2 separate regions of the Mus musculus genome follow, and region 1 is linked to region 2. The links are chromatin contacts, called in public promoter capture Hi-C maps. All regions are on one chromosome and are shown on one strand. The core of a region is the stretch at or near the end of the contact, and the rest is flanking DNA. Distances in the headings are between cores, read along the strand shown. Region 1 holds the start of Chac1 (ChaC, cation transport regulator 1). Region 2 holds the start of Gchfr (GTP cyclohydrolase I feedback regulator).

Region 1 (4,490 bases), core at 1,275-3,774, 180 kb before region 2:
AAGGGTCAATGAAGGAAGAGCTGAAGGCTAGCAGACAGGCGGGGCATAAGACACAAAGCCCCTGGCCACCCAGCATGCCTTCTCAACTCTCTCTTGCTCCATCAAGTCTATCTCAAGTACTGCATACTGATGTCCACCAGTACCACTCAGACACTTCTTGCAGGAGCTTGGCTCCTCAGGTCAGTGCCAGAGGCTGCTCAGGTAGGTAAGAGCAGGGTAGCAGGGTTCCTACGGCGTCCACAATGGCTTCCAGGTGCTCATCTTGTGCCTGAGGCCCACAGAGCTGCATGAAGTCTGCCAAACGCAATAAGTACTCAAGGTTGTGACCAGAGAAGCCTCGGCAAGCAAGGATCTGTGTGGCAATGACCTCTTCAGGAGCAGGGCCCAGGTAGCCAGGGTTCTGTGGGGTGGCCACATAGGCCAGTGCTGTGAGGGGTTGGTCAGGGGTGTCTTGAGGATAAAAGGTGACTTCCTTAGTGTCATAGCCACCAAGCACGGCTTCCCTCACATTCAGGTACTTCAGGGCCTCGTTCACCTGCTCCCCTCGAACTTGGTATGCCACACCCCAAGTGCAGCCCTAGGGAAAAACAGAGACACTCCAGTCAGTCACAGAGCTTGATGCTGGTCCTGTGTTCATTCTAGAATGTTCCCCTAGACACATTCCACACCTATGTTCTATAAAAGAGGTGGAGGGGGTGGGGAGACGTCTCAAGGGATAGAGGTAGTTGCTACCATGCCTGATGATCAGATAACCTAAGTCCAATCCCTGGGACATGAATGGTCGGAGGAAAGAATCGACTTCCATCTTGTCGTCTTGCTTCCACATCTGACCTACAGCGTGTGCACATGCGTGCATGTACAAATAGATGTAATTTTGAAGTTTTATGTGTATGGACGTGTGTGCCTGGCGACCTGTGATCTTGGTGGTCAGTCAGAAGAGTCTGATTCCCTGGAACTGGAGCTACAGATTGTGAGTTACTGTGTGGGTGCTGGGTATCAAATCCAGGCCCTTTGGAGAAGCAGAAGGTGCTTCTGACTCCTGAGCCATTTCTCCATGAAGCTTTAAAAAAAAACTAACGTGTTTGACTGGCTGCTGAGCCACCCAGAAGCAATACCCTTCACCCTATTTCCCTTGAGTTTTGTTTATTTTGAGACGTCTCATATAGTACAGGGTGTCTGACCCAGGATTCATTATGTAACCAAGAATAACTCTGAACTCACAGAAATCCATCTTAATAAGACCCTCCCTCAAGTGATTCTCCAAGAAGCATGGAGTAAGCTAGCTACACTTCCACTCTCCCCACACAAGAGCTCTGACCCTCTGCACCCTGATACATCAGACCCCAGGATTCTCTTCTTGACTGCACACTTACCTCACGGTCTTCAAGGAGGGTCACCACTCGGCCAGGCTAGACAGGGAAGAAAGGTTTTGAAAAAGACAAATTAGATATTAGCACTTCCGAAAGGACTATGAATGAACCTTATTGACATGGGGGGCTTGCCTGTCATGCACAAGACCTTAGATTCAATCTCCAGCAACACACACACACACACACACACACACACACACACACACACACACACACACACCTTTAGTCCTGTTGTGACTTGAACCTGTAGTTCCAGCACTTCAGCACCAGAGAGAGAGATTTGTCACAAGTTTGAGGCCACATAGCAAGAAATAGGTAAGATGGAGGAGGGGGAAAAAGAGGGGGGAGAAGAGGAGGAGGAAAAGGAGGAGGAGGAGGAAGAGGAAGAGAAGAACAAGGAGGAAGAGGGAGAGGAAGAGAAGAGGAAGAGGAGGAAGAGGGAAAGGAAGAAGAGGAAGAGAAGGAAGAGGAGGAAAGAGTGCCAGCCTAAGCCCCAAGCCTGGGAGAGGACCTTTCATCGAGTGACATGGAGTGATGGGCAGATGTGGAAGAGACAAACAACGAGCGGCCCAGATTAGTAACCAGCACAAGAATCCACAGGTGCAATCACCAACCTGATTTCCAGGCACACAAATTTAAACCACAAACCAGGTTTACAATTTTCTCTTAGTTAGCCCAGGGTCCCTGCCACTCCAGGATACGAGTGCCCACTCTCCTGCCAACCCCACTCCACTCCTCTGGGCACAGAAGGATGCTCACCATCTTGTCGCTGCCCCTATGGAAGGTGTCTCCCTGCCAGAACCGTCGGCTATAGCCACGAACGAAGCCCACACGGCTGTCACTATAGGCAAAGTCCGGCTTCCACACTAGGGAGCCGTACCCGAAAATCCACAGGGCTTGGGGGTCGCCATCCCCCCAGGAAGGCTGCGCGGATGATGGTGCAGGGGACAGTGAAGGAGGCGGAGTGCTCTGGGATGCGGACTCCTGCTTCATGGTGCCGGGCGCAGGGACGGACCCGGGTGGCCTCCGAGACTGGTCTCCGGCACGGGCACGGAAGGACCGACGGACGCGTACACCTGGCCTGGCACCGATCGGTCGTTCCAGCTGAGTGGTCCCTCCAGAGGCGCTCTTTAAACCCTCCGGCCAGGAAGGCCCTCAGACTGCCTCCAGCTGTCCCTATGATTGGGGCGGGGCAAATCTCTTTCTGGCCAATCACCTTTAGATTTTGCTTCTCGGTTAACCGCGCCGCCCTCCGAGTGGGTACCAGAGCAGCCCGCCCCAGGGCCAACGCGCGTGCTGATTGGTTCGGCTCCTCCTCCCGTGGCAGACCTGGCAGGAGTGATGCAACGGCAGGGAAGGTTTCCCCAGAACTGGCATGCAGCAAGGGCGAGTCAGATTGCGTCAGGCTGCTGGCACCGGGAACGGGCCTTAGAATGGGCGCGGGCACCCGCCGTCTCCCGGGAAGGCCCTCTCAGTGGTCTAAACGGTGTCATCCCTGCAGTCCAGCCGGTGCACCTGGCAGAATCATTGCCGCCCAAAGCAGTGGCCAGTGCAGGGCACGACCAGTAGGAATACTTTGGGCGGCACGAATTCTTGCCTTTGGGGCCCCGCCTAAAAGCACGCACTGCAGAGAAGCTGTTTTGGACACCCTCCGCATTCCACTCTGGTGCCTCATACTGTTGCCCACGTGAACAGCTGGAGAAACTGAGTCACGGGGTGGTAAGGGGTTTTGCAAAGGCTGTAGTTGAGTCAGACTGGTTGGCACAAGCATGCAGGCCTCACGTGACGGCTACACCCGGGCCAAATGTGAGACCCCTGAGTTCAGGCGGGTTAGAAGAAAAGTCAAAACTAGACAGCCTTGGGCAGAGTAGTCACATTGAGGATGACTGTTAGTACCTGTGGTACAAAGCTACAAAGAGAAGAATGCCAGGCCACTTTCACCCCATGGGTACGGGTTTCATTCTCTCTAGCTTGAGATCTTGCAGCAGTGGGCAATTTACATAGGTACCAAAGTTTGGAGAAACGTTGGTTAAGGACAGCACAGAGGACTAAGGGCACCTGCAGCCTTTTCCCATAGCTTCTTGCCAGGCAGTGGGTATGGGCCCTGGCACTGACGTGGGCAACCAGGCACCAGCCATCTCCTTGGAAGTTCCTCTCTGCCTGAACCCTGCAAGAGTCACCATTGGGCTAGGTAGTGGTGTCACACTCCTTTAATCCCAGCACTTGGGAGGCAGAGGCAGGTAGGTGGATTTCTGAATTCCAGGCCAGCCTGGTCTATAGAGTGAGTTCCAGGACAGCCAGGGCTGCACAGAGAAACCCTGTCTCAAAAAATAGAGGGGAAAAAAAAAAAAAAACAGTCACCATTGGCAGGTCTCAGGATCTGTCTCCCCAAGAGCTCACCCTCTCTGGTGGAGCCAGTGCCACCCCAAACTGCAGGATGGAGGAGAGGTCGAGTTTTGCTTCCTAGGCAGCAGCAAGAGGCAGCCTCTCTGGGCATCTCTCATTGGGAAAGGGAAACAAAGAGCAGAAGGCCTTTCACTAGGGTGAACAAACAAGAGTGAGCTCCCTGGAAGTGGAAACTCAGTGAGTCTCCTTATTTAACTCAAAATTGTATGCACAGGGTAGATCCATCCCAAAAGAGATCCATCCCAAAAGTGTCTACACAATTGCCTCTCTCTCTCTCTCTCTCTCTCTCTCTCTCTCTCTCTCTCTCTTCCACTATCCTCTAGCTGGACTGACCTGGAATTACTATACATACATGCCTGAGATTCACAGAGAAACTCTCAAGCCTAGCATTCAGGAGGCCGAGGATAGAGACCTAGAGAATCGGGCCAGCATGGGCTACAAAGCAAAACCATGTCTCTAAATGAATAAATGTATGGATGAACGGAGTGGAAAGAAATACTCTTAAAAGTTGGAGGAACTTGTGTTTGTTTCGTTGGCGGGACTAGAACTCGAGTCCGCACACCGGTGTGCCTTATGCCTGATGTGTGTGCCTACCCCAGGCCTGGGCTCCCTGTGAGGCTCATGCACTACTTTTTTGTTTTGTTTTGTTTTGTTTTGTTTTGTTTTGTTTTGTTTTGTTTTGTTTTGTTTTGTTTTTCGAGACAGGGTTTTTCT
Region 2 (4,037 bases), core at 98-2,597:
TTCAAGGCCAACTTGGTCTACATAGTTCCAGGACAGATGGGCCTACACAGGGAAATCCTGTCTTGAATTTCCGCTCCCCGCCCCCCCCAAAGGAAAAAAACAGACAGAAAGACAGACAGACAGACAGACAGACAACAAAACCTCCATAATTTAAGAGAACCAAGCCAGGTAGGACATGCCTGGTGGGACATGCCTGTAATCCCAGTAATTGGGAAGCAAGGCTAGCCTCCAATACATAACAAACTGAGGCCAGCCTGTGTTACATGAGACCCTGTCACACACATACACAAAACTTGGAAAGAAGGCTAGTGAGATGGCTCAGCATGTAAGAGCACTGACTGCTCTTCCAAAGGTCCTGAGTTCAAATCTCACATGGTAGCTCACAACCACCCACAATGAAATCTGACACCCTCTTCTGGTGCATCTGAATACAGCTACAGTGTACTGATTTATAATAAATAAATCTTTGGGCCTGAGTGACTGGGGTTGACCGGTCAATTCCCAACAACCACATGAAGTCTCATAACCATCTGTACAGCTACAGTATACTCATATACATAAAATAAATAAATAAAACTCTAAAAAACAAAGAAAGAAAACTTGGAAAGAATTTTAAAAAATTATTTGAGGAGGAAGAGAGGTGAATGTGCCCAGCAATCCAGATTTCAACAACTGTACAGGTTTTCATGGCCCTTTGGGTATTGTCAAGACCTCTCCTGTTTCATGCTGAGCCCACTACTCCTGGCTATCCCCTGGGAGCTAGATTTGTACCTACCGCTGGGCATTGGAATAGGATGGGGTAGCGCGCCCAGCTATTTAGCTGTGGGGGTGGGGGGGCACCAGGTATCCTTTGAAAGGGGATTTGAGGAGACTTATAAAGCAGCCAGTACCACCTCCCTCCCATGTCCCCCCCCGAAACTTCACCTAGAGAAGCGTGACCTCAGACCCCCGCGTGGTGCTCTCCAGGCTGCCCGCAGCCCTCTCCACCTCTAACCCGAATTCTCTCTGCATCAGAACGAGCCCTGCCTGGAGGGGGCTACAGGTGAGCCGCTGTGTGCGCAGCTTAGCTTGGCCTTTGGCGTGCGGGCCCTGGCTGCAGCGCTTGTGAAGCGGGTCGTGGGTGTCCCCGCGGAACTCCCTGCCCATCCAGTCGCCTGACCCTGCCTGGTGTCCGCGCCGCGGGGGCGTGGTAGGCCGGTTGCGGGACCATCAGGAAAGTCCCTTAGAGTGGCTGTCGCTGTCACCCACTCCAGGTACTCACCATACGGATCTGAGTGCTGATGAGCAGATAGGGCATGGTGCGTGGCTGGGGCTGCCCGCGACCACAGTCCCGTTACTCCCTGCTCTGTCCGCGGGCGGCGCTTGGCGGCCGTGCGGACACTGCACGAGCCAATCAGGAGCGCGCGCCGCGGTCCCGCCGCCCCAGAGACCTGGAAGCGGGCGTGTCCCCGCGGACTTCACTAGGAGTTGTGGCCATGGCGTACAGGGTGCCTGTCGCCCCTTTGCCCTCTTCCTGCAATACCTCCATGCTCAGGCTCCAAAGTCCGGCGGATGCCAGTCGGTTTCCGCCTGTCCCTAAAACGTAGCAGAGCGAAAACTGCGCTGAGGACTAAAGGGAAGCGGGGACTGCGTGTCCTCACCAGGACGCGTGCCTTGTGAACTTAAGTGCACGAGGCGAGGCGAGACGCGAGTGTCAGGTCCTGGGCAGTCCTGCGTCCTGGGGTCTGTCCTGGGGTCTGTCATTTTCAAGTGTGGCTGCGGGTCTTTGCATGCCTATCTATGGCCCTGCAAATTAAGTCTGTGCATCATCTACACTCTTGGCTGGGTGCCAGTCCTCTGGCTGTAAAGGCGCGGAACCTGTTCCTCCTGCAGGGAGCCTTGGGAGCACGCGCAGATCACAGGGTAACACCTGAGGCATAGAAACGTCGATCCCTAAGCCTGATGCCCAAGAGAGGGCGGCGAGTTCACAACTAGCTGGTCCACGCCCTCATCTAGAAGTAGACAGGTCAACATTCTTCAACCGACTCATTCTGATTGGTTCCCTAAAAAGCAAAGACGAACAAAATAGTTGCCCTGGAAAAGCATATAACCAGTTGCCCTGGAACACGCCCCGCCCCTGGCCTGGAAACCTGACCTTCTTACCTAACTGGTCTGATGTATTTATATGATCCTCTTCCTGTCCGGCACCAGCTCTCGCACCCCAACAATTAGCGAGAGGGATAAGACGCATCTATGTTTAACAAAGAGCTCGTTAAAGAGGCAGAAAGGGACGTGCTGTAATGCAGAGGTAGAGGGCAAAAACTGAGGTTCTAAATTTAACCCTCAGTCCTGGGACGGTGAAAATAAAAGTCTCATCAGGGAACCTATCAAGAACCCCTACAGGGGCTGGGATGATGCTCCGCTGATTCCATGGTTCGCTGAGTTTGATCCTAAGCTCCGTTGTAAGCCGGAACTGAGAGCTGGGATAAAATAAGCTCTTTTTCCCCTAAGATGCTGGGCTTGTTGTGGTGGTGGTTGTTGTTTGTTTTGAGTATTTTATCTCAGCAACAGGAAGGAAGAGAGAGAGAGAGAGAGAGAGAGAGAGAGAGAGAGAGAGAGAGAGAGAGGCAGAGAGAGAGAGAGACAGAGAGAGAGACAGAGAGAGAGACAGAGACAGAGAGACAGAGAGACAGAGACAGAGAGAGACAGAGAGAGACAGAGAGACAGAGAGAGAGAACTGAATCTGTCTCAGAACAATCACAAACCAAAACCTAATAAGGAAACAAAGGAACAAAACAACAAACCCTCACCCCACCCCATAACAAAAAGAACCAATAGGGGAAACAAGATTGGCAGCTAACTTGGCTAGGCACTCCATGGGAGCAGAGATGATCAATAGGCATATAACCAGTTGCCCAAACCTTTAGGAATCCTAGAAATGCAATGTTTTATCATGTGTCTTGTCTCTGTGTGTTCACAGACCTTGTCAAGGCTAACTTCTGAAAGTTATAGACAGTTTTCAGGAGCTGGCTCTCTCCTCCCACTGTGTGGGTTCCAGGGCTCAAACTCAGGTTCTCAGGTTTGGCAGCAAGACCTTAACCAGTGAGCCAGTAAACTTCATCTTTATACCACCAGACACTGCCTTACAGAGAGCAAAAAAAAGAAGGAATGTACAATGTATGAGAATTTCCAGGTGTGTGGTGCATGGCTGTGGTTCCAGCTACTTCAGAGACTGAGGCAGGAGAAGCACTTGAACTTGCAAGCTAAAGACCACTTGGAGGTAACATAGTGAGATTTCATGGGGGTAAGGTGGTGGCTCACATCACTAGCCTTAGTACTCAGAAGACAGGATTGCTTCAAGTTCAAGGCTAGCCTGTGTTGAAGTGTGAAATATTGTCTTAAAAAAGGTCTCCTGCCCCATGGGCCTGGAGAGATGGCTCAGAAGTTAAGAACACTTGGTGCTCTTCCAGGGAGCCCTTATTCAGTTCCCAGCTCTCACATCAAATGGCTCATAACTGCCTCTAACTCCTCCTCTAGGGAAGCCAGTGCCCTCTTCTGGCCTTCACAGGTACCTGCTCACTCACATACACACAAAAAAATAAACCTTAGGGGCTGGAAAGAAGGCTCAGTGGTTAAGAGCACTGACTGCTCTTCCAGAGATCCTAGTTCAATCCCCAGCAACCACATGGCAGCTCACAACCATCTGTAATAGAATTCAATGCTGTCTTCTGGTGTGTCTGAAGACAGCTACAGAGTACTCACATACATAAAATAAATAATTAAAACACAAAACTTACAGGACTTTCCTCCCCACAAAAACATGAAGAAGAAGAAAAGACTCTAAAAACCAAATGTAGGTAAAGTGCTGGCGGTTGGGACTATCTGTCTGCTGAGAGCACTTCTATTCTTCAAAGTTGTGATTGTCACAATCAAGTTTCACCCCTTGTGACAAAAAATAAATCAGCCTGGAGTAATGGACACCTGTAATCTCAGTCCAGCTTTGACTCCCAATGGGTCATGTGTTTCCAGTCACCCACCCAGGAACTCTTTGGATCCAC

The links. Promoter capture Hi-C pulls out the DNA fragments that hold promoters and counts their contacts.
Region 1: a promoter capture Hi-C map of embryonic stem cells shows a contact between it and region 2, with 2.8 times the contacts expected there. The contact joins the promoter of Chac1 here to the promoter of Gchfr in region 2. A contact is called at or near these places in 1 of 39 promoter capture datasets (embryonic stem cells) and 1 of 9 other capture datasets (pancreatic islet).

What each region holds. Positions count from the first base shown.
Region 1 is chr2:119,349,276-119,353,765 of GRCm38.p6, reverse strand. It overlaps Chac1 (ChaC, cation transport regulator 1), which reads right to left and starts at 2,524. Exons shown (of 3, transcript NM_026929.4): 1 at 2,130-2,524; 2 at 1,374-1,409; 3 at 1-577. The coding sequence starts at 2,363. The coding sequence ends at 176.
Region 2 is chr2:119,165,098-119,169,134 of GRCm38.p6, reverse strand. Gchfr (GTP cyclohydrolase I feedback regulator) reads right to left here and starts at 1,347. Exons shown (of 3, transcript NM_177157.4): 1 at 1,262-1,347. The coding sequence starts at 1,297.